Linked DNA regions of Mus musculus: region 1 is linked to region 2. The links are chromatin contacts, called in public promoter capture Hi-C maps. All regions are on one chromosome and are shown on one strand. The core of a region is the stretch at or near the end of the contact, and the rest is flanking DNA. Distances in the headings are between cores, read along the strand shown.

Region 1 (3,797 bases), core at 700-3,199, 2.3 Mb before region 2:
GGATGGTGGCCCATGCCTTTAACCACAGCACTCAAGAGGCAAGAGGCCAATGTGATCTACATGGTGAGACCCTGTCTCAAAATAAATAAATTGATTTAATTAAATTCTTAAAAATAAGTGGCTTAGTGGTTAGTAGCACTTGGTGCTCCTGTAGAGGGGACAAATTCAGTTCCCAGCAGCCATATCAGGCAGCTCACAATGGCCTGTAACTCCAGCTCCAGCGGCTCTGATGCCTTCTGATCTAAACACACACGAGCACATACATAGACACACATGAACAGTAATGGCAATACCTGAATCGGTCGATTCTGAGGAGCCCATTCTCTGTAGACTGCTGTTATTTCTCACTTCCATTTTCTCACAGTCACTGAAACCAAGAGAGGCACCTCCACATGAGCAATTTCTAGCACATGATTAAAAAAAAGGTGACATACAGGCCACGAAGTAGCCAGGCTGCCACAAACCATCTTTGAGAGACCAAGCCAAGGACACCCCACTTGGCCACCCAGAATACCCCAGTTGGCATTTAAACAAAGAAAGGAGTGAGTGGTTTGGCCTTGGGCCACATTGTCAGACAGGCCTGTGGCAAGGGCTGGGTTTCCTTAAAGGAGAGCCTCAGTCTGAGGTTCTGAGTGAGCCAGGAGTAAGGGCAAAGGTGACTAGGCCAGGAGTCCCAGCTTTTCAGGGTTTGCAAAAGTTGTAAGACAAGTTTAGGAGGCGAAATACCCAACATCGAAGGAAAAGCAACTTCACTAAAAATAGTGTTAAGCATTTTTGTTAGTGATAGTGGTGTAGGACTACAAAGTCCTCGAAGATTTCCAATATGGAAAAGTTAGGTAAAAAGTGATAGCTTAAAAAAGGTAGTAGATGGGTAGATACAAGAAACGTGCCGGCCAGGTGGCTGCATAGATTTTACACAAATGCAAGAAAAGAAAATGCCACGTCCCTTTGTTGAGAAGGAACAAAGCTTACAGGAAACTAAGATCCGGCGCGGGTGGTTCAGCAAAGAGGGCCTAGGAGGACCCATTCTCACCCTCCCTCCCAACCCCCATAAGGGTAGATTCCAAAGACTTTTCTGGAATAGAGACAGCGTAGAGAGAAATCTGAAAGGGGTGAACAAGACAGGATGCCCAGCAGGCTTCCTCGATCTCCGCGGTCTGGCTCTTGGCTGAGGATAGCCCTGGACTATCCGAACGGCCTCTCCCGCCCAACATTCCGCCCGGGAGGGAGGGTGCACATGGCGGGCCCTAGCCAGGCCATTCCGGGTCGGAGCATCAGAACCAAGTGGACAGACTCTGTTTCCTGCTGGATCATCCCGAGGGCCGACCAGAGGCCAGCGGCCTGGGGCATCGCTCGCTGGTCTCTCACCTGCCCAGTCCTTCCAGCTGGTCCATGGTGACCGTCAGGTTGGTGACAGGGGACAGTCCGCCAGCAGCTGACGCGCCAAACAGCATCTTCCCCGTGGGCTGCGGCGCAGGCGTGGGGCTGCAAGCGAAGAACAGGCGGCGGCGGTGGGGGGGCTCCGGGCCCAGTTCCATGGCGCCGCCGGGCCTGCCCGGACTCCCGCTCCGTCTTCCTCCGCCTCCGCTGCGCCGGGCCCCGCCCCGCTGGCACCGGCTTCAGCCGCGTGCCACGCCACCAGCGCCCGCGGGTCAAACACAAACACGACCCCGCGGTTCAGAGACGCGGCCGCCACGGGCAGCGGCGCGGACCGGCGAGCGTAGGGGACTCGGCAGGCGCCAGGCACAAGCACCGGTGCTTCCCTCTCTGTCCCGCGAGGCCCGCAGGCGGGCGGGCGCCTGCAACCTCAAGATTAAATCCAAACAAACTCCGTGGAGGAAGAGTCTTGAGACCACCGCTCCGACTAACTCGCCTCACTTTTTTTCTCCCTCCTTGCTCCGTAGCCGGCTCGCAGAGAAGGAACCTTCACTTCCCTCACCACCAAAGTGGCCTTAGCGTTAATTGCTGCACACTCAGGATAGCCGCCGCCCCGCCCCTTTCCTAGTTGGCGCCAAACGGAATTCACCAATCAGGAAGCAAACTTCTCCTCGCTCCCGAATGACAGCTGAGCCGGACCAATGAGAAGGAAAGGAGGAAGCGTCTCGTGGGCCTCCTCGAGGTCACGCCCTCTCTCGGTGGGGGCGAAGCCTGAAGAGTTGGGAGGTGGCTGAAATGAGAAAGGAGTCAATGAAACTTTCTGTGGGGGCGCTAGTCCCTACCGAAAGGCCCCGCTCTTTTTCAGTTGCATGCTGGGTAGTGTAGTTCCTACAGCGTGTGCTACACACCTGTCTGAGCTACTGAGCATAGTGCTGTGCACTTTTTTTTTTTTTTTTTTTTTTTTTTTTTTTTTTTTTAGGAGACAGAGAGACTAGGGAAGGCCATCTGGACCAGGCGTTGGCTCTTCTCTAACTGTGTGGTACAGTACCATGGATCCTGGATCCCTCTTTTCCTTCACAGGACTTCAGGCTCTGATTTTGTCTTTCTTTTTTTCTTTTTCGAGACTGGGTTTCTCTGTGTAGCCCTAGCTGTCCTCGAACCCGCTCTGTAGACCAGTCTGGCCTCGAATTCAGATCGATCTGCCTCTGTCTCTGCCTCTCGAATGCTGAAATTAAAGGCATGTGCCACCATTCCTGCTCCAGACTCTGATTAATTAATTTAATTAATTTTTGAAATAGGGACTTTTTTTTTTAATAGCCCGGGCTGAAACAGGAGTAGTTGAGAGCTATGATCCACAGATAGCAAGCAGAGAGAAGGGGGTGGGGGGAGGTGGGATGGAGAAAGGAAGAGGGAGAGGGAGGGAGGGAGGGAGGGAGGGAGGGAGGAAGAGAGAGAGAGAGAGAGAGAGAGAGAGAGAGAGAGAGAGAGAGAGAGAGAGAGAGACTTTGCCTGGTGTGGGTTTTTAAGAACTCAAAACCCACTCCCATCTACACACCTGTTCCAACAAGGCCACACCTTCTCTAAAATCCCTCCCAAACAGTTGGGGATCAAGCATTCAATCATATGAGCCCATGGGAGCCATTCAAATCACTGTAAAAGTACTAGGCAACATTTAGTGTTTATGTACATGACAGTGTTTCATGTGTGATAACTCTACTAGTGTACTTAATCTTTACAAGTCTTACATCACAAAAATAATTCCAGGAGGGACCAGAGTGAAGGGAAGGTAGTTACTTTATTCACTATTTAGATGAATAACCATTATATCACAAGACATGGTTATGGGCTTCTTAAGTATCTTCACTATGGCCATATTTGTGATTCCATATATTTTTCTTTTGAGACAGGGTCCCGTGCAGTCAGGCTGGCTTTGGACTCTCTATAGTCAAGGATGGCCTTGAATTTGATCTCCCAGTTCACCACTGAACTTAGTTTTGTGCTTGTTAGGTAAACACTTCTAAGTAAGCTACATCCCACCCTACCCCCATTGAGCTTCCCCAGTTACATTGCTCAAAGGATGTAATTTGAGCTGGGGAAGGTGAGAAATACCTGCAACTACAGAATGTGGGAGTTGGAAGCAGAAATTTAAAGTCACCTTCAGCTGCACAGGGAGTTCTAGGCCAGGTGGGGCTACTTAAGGCCCTTCTCAAAAAACAAGCAACACCAAAAAAAAAAAAAAAAAAAAAATGTAAAGCGGGGCGTGGTGGCGCACTCCTTTAGTCCCAGCACTCGAGAGGCAGAGGCAGGCGGATTTCTGAGTTCGAGGCCAGCCTGGTCTACAAAGTGAGTTCCAGGACAGCCAGGGCTATACAGAGAAACCCTGTCTCGAAAAACCAAAAAACAAAAAAAAAAAACAAAAA
Region 2 (3,729 bases), core at 436-2,935:
CTCGTGTCTGCCATGCCACACACAGGTTCATACTTCATAGAGGATCACGGGGAAATCCACGTGGATTCGGGGAGGATCCAGCTTCACGATGCCCTGCCATGGAAACAGAGGCTAGTGAAGATCAGCTCTGGGCCTCTATGCTAAGAGCCTCTCTGTTCTTCCCAGCTCTTCCCCCAGAAAGCCCCATCTGTATCTCCGTTGACATACTGATGTAGGCTTTATGATCACTGCTCGGACCCTCACCTGAGGAATCAGATTCTTATGTACCCGCCTCAGCTTGGCTCGCTTCTGCCCATTCTTGGTGACGATTGTCTCCTCATAGAATTCGTGAGCCAGATCTCCATCTTCATCGTAGAACATGGAGCTGTGGAGAGAAGGGGAACAGGCTGGATTGGAGCCTCATCCCTGGCCTTGGCAAGGGCCACAGACCACAGGGAAGTACGCTGAACCCCAAGAGAAGACGCACAACGTGCGTTCTCCGTGGAAGAACTCTTTGCTTGGTGCCCGGAGGGAAGCAGGCAGTGTGACAAGGCCACTGTTGCCCTGTCATACCAACAGGATGTCACATCAGAGCACCCTCTCTAGGCAACTAAAGTTAGTCCTCACCACTGGTCTGTTTCACAAAGGTCATGATTCTAGTAGCAGGCCCTTCACCTAGGGCTTATTTATGGAGTGGGTGGGGTAGTGGCCTGGGCATACTGGTCTCACTTCTAAAGACACTGCTGGTCCAGGGCCAAAGACCAAGATGGTGGATGTCTGAGCCCAGAAGGCTGCACTCCAAGTCATTCCCCAGTGGCTGGCACTGTCTAATCGACACTGTTGGGTCTTTCTGGTATTTACGGTCAAATTTCCATCACAGGGAATGCCAGTCCCTAGGAGCTCACTAGGTCCAGGCCATTTTGTGTGAGCACCTGGGAAAAAAGAAGGTTAGGTTAGTGTTCCAGATCTAGAGAACCCAACTGGCTGAGGGCACTTTTTTTGTTGTGGCCCCACCTTCAACACTGACGCCTTTCTCTGCTTTTCCAGACACTATTCTCGGAGGTCCAACTTCACAGTGAGGAAGGCAAGACACCTAAACAGAAGGTCATCTTCCCTTAGATTTCTTCTAAGGCTTAGAAGAACAGAAGGGACATAAATGCCTTTAATTTGCAGGCTGAGTTGGATGAAAGGGAGGTTTTAAGACTCTTAGAGGCCGTCTTAGCTGAATTATGGAGCTGCTCCCTAAGAGACGAACCTCAGGCAATTCTCTAAAAAGACCATCTGGGCGGTCAAGAGCTGAACGCCGCTTGGTTTTCCCTTCTCCTTGCTTTGACTGGGACCCAAAATATGACAGTCGTCTGATTCAAATGTAGGGGGGCGTTTCTCATTCCCGGATGTCCTCCCAAAGGCAGATACCCATGCCCTTACCCGCGGCGCGTGAATACGAAGGGAGGCACTGCTCGGGCTCGAGACCGCACCAGAGACTGCTCGGAGCCTGCCGCCTCTGGGCCGCCGCCCCCCGGAGTGGAGGCAAAGGGCCAGAGGCCCCGAGCTTTGGAGCCGCTGGCGCCCATGTCAGCGCCGCGGGCGCATGGCGGACCCAGCGGCCGCTCCGCTCTCACAGCGCGGCGGGCGCGACCATGCCCTGCCCCAGCTTCCACTCGCAGGTGCCGCCGCCGCCGCCTTCCGCAGGCTCTGCTGTCTCCACGGAAACCTCACTTCCGCTTCCGCGCGTCCTGCACGGTGCCTCCTCTGAGTGGCTAAAGGTCTCGTCAGTCTGTGGTGTAGAACCAATGGCCACTCTCAGAGGCTGACCACCACAGGATGCGCTGCCTCCAGGTCCCAGAAGCCTATGGGTCCCAAGGGTCAGCTGGGACAGCTCCCTTCCAGAAAGGCGGAGGTAATGTGTTGTTGTTGACTTTAAGGTCGGACCCGGTATAGTTGTCTCTACGTCCCTGACACGCCCAAAACTCCGGCCCAGTAGCAATAGTCAATTAGGTCACCCCTCCACCCCTAAGGGACCTTAGGCCTGTCTGAGGCTAAGGTTGGCTGTTTTCACAACTGTGTCTTTGCAGTTGTCACATTTGCCTGTAAAGAAACTACGGATCTTGCTTAATGTTTTTGTTTTCTTTTTTCTTTTGGAGACAGGGTCTCACTATGTAGCCTTAGCTGGCCTGGCACTTGCCATGTATAAATGGCTGACGCTCAAATGCCTGTCTCCCGAATACTGGGATTAAAGGAGTGACCAACCGCACAGGGAGCCAAACTTCTTTTTAAAACTTTTTTGATCAATTTCTTAAGAGTATATTTGAGGTCTGAAGGAACCTAAACTAAGTGTTGTAAGTTCACCAGAGAACATTCTTCAGGAAAATAATTATTACCAGCTTTCCCCTGGTAGCATGTGAAGTGTGGGACCCACGAGTAGTTTTTTGGAGAAGGGGTTACTGCTATGGTTTCTCTGAGTTGGCCTGGAGAAAAAAGTTTCCTGTGTAGTAACTGTAGCTTATTCTTGTCTCTTCATGACCTGAGCCCTGGAGGGTTGAAAGACACCTGAATCCACAGGCATACATTTCCTGAACATATTGGTCCCACTGCGACCTTGGAGAGGGTGCACTCTGGATGTGTCAATCTTTGTTGGCAGTCTTTCATTAGGTGTTACCCCGACTGGGGGCCCACATCTATAGAGTCCAAAACCAGAAAAATTCTTACATCTTTATTCAGCCAATTCTCTCAGGCATCAGGCCCTGATGATGACTGTCACACCCCCATCCCTTCCCCACATTCAGTTGAGGCCACAAAACATTACATACATTCATACACTTCCATCAAAAATATCTGAGGGAGACTCTGGCTTTGGCAAACAAGAAGAGGGTCTGGTCCAGCAACCTTTCCCTTAGAGGAGGCACTGACTGAGCCACTGTAGTTGTTGTACTGGCCAGCCCTCTCTGACCCCAGGGTGTTTGTTTGGAAGTCAGAAGGCACGGTAAGAGGGAACCCCAGACTCTACCTTAATTGCTTGTATTATTCTGAGCAGCTACCCTTGGCTCTGATAGGGCTATCCTGAGACCCATTCATGACTCAAAACAATCTTTCTCCATAGGTAAGGTCTCTTACCCGTGAAAATATAACCTTGTTTTGTCTGTAGAGTCTCTAAGATTCTCACAGCTGCGACCCTGTGACTTGAGCAGCTACGCAGAGTATGACCCAGTACATACGGGCAGAGGGATGCAAAGCCCCGCCCCACTATATCCACAGGTAGACGGCTGGCTCTTTCCCTGTTCTCTGGGCTCATCCCGGTCAGCAGAGGAGGACCTCCATGCACACGCACTCCTCAGGCCCCACAGGCCCTGTCACACTCACACGGCACGCTCTTTGCACTGCCTGTTCTCCTCCTGTCATCCATGGAGACCCAAGGTCACCCCAAAGGACAGGCGTGCAGAGCCTCCTGGATCTTCTGGCGACAACGAGAATACTTCTGCAGGATCTGGCGAAGGTGTTCCTCTTCTTCCCGCTGCAGGATTCGTAGGAAATTGTGCAGTTCAGGCATGCTGAAGGCATCCCACTGGAAAGGGCAGAGGAGAGATACACGGGCTGCAGCAATGAATAGCTAAGTTGGCAGACCCTCCTCCAAGACTGGTCCATGATGGTTCTCCCATGAGCAGGTCTGCGCTCCTGACATTACCTCCTTTTCATTTTATTATTATCTTATGTGTATGCATGTTTCCACATAGAGGTCAGAAGAAGGTATCA

The links. Capture Hi-C pulls out chosen DNA fragments and counts their contacts.
Region 1: a promoter capture Hi-C map of adipose tissue shows a contact between it and region 2, with 3 times the contacts expected there. The contact joins the promoter of Cdc25a here to the promoter of Tusc2 in region 2. A contact is called at or near these places in 1 of 39 promoter capture datasets (pre-B cells), 1 of 115 datasets of contacts at active chromatin or transcription factors (astrocytes) and 1 of 9 other capture datasets (adipose tissue).

The regions. Positions count from the first base shown.
Region 1 is chr9:109,873,731-109,877,527 of GRCm38.p6, reverse strand. Cdc25a (cell division cycle 25A) reads right to left here and starts at 1,949. Exons shown (of 15, transcript NM_007658.3): 1 at 1,369-1,949; 2 at 294-367. The coding sequence starts at 1,538.
Region 2 is chr9:107,561,211-107,564,939 of GRCm38.p6, reverse strand. Tusc2 (tumor suppressor 2, mitochondrial calcium regulator) reads right to left here and starts at 1,685. Exons shown (of 3, transcript NM_019742.4): 1 at 1,408-1,685; 2 at 244-364; 3 at 1-93. The coding sequence starts at 1,553. The coding sequence ends at 28. Rassf1 (Ras association (RalGDS/AF-6) domain family member 1) reads right to left here. Exons shown (of 6, transcript NM_001243748.1): 6 at 2,673-3,541. The coding sequence ends at 3,395. It overlaps Gm9917 (predicted gene 9917), which reads left to right. Exons shown (of 2, transcript NR_166687.1): 2 at 1,027-3,729.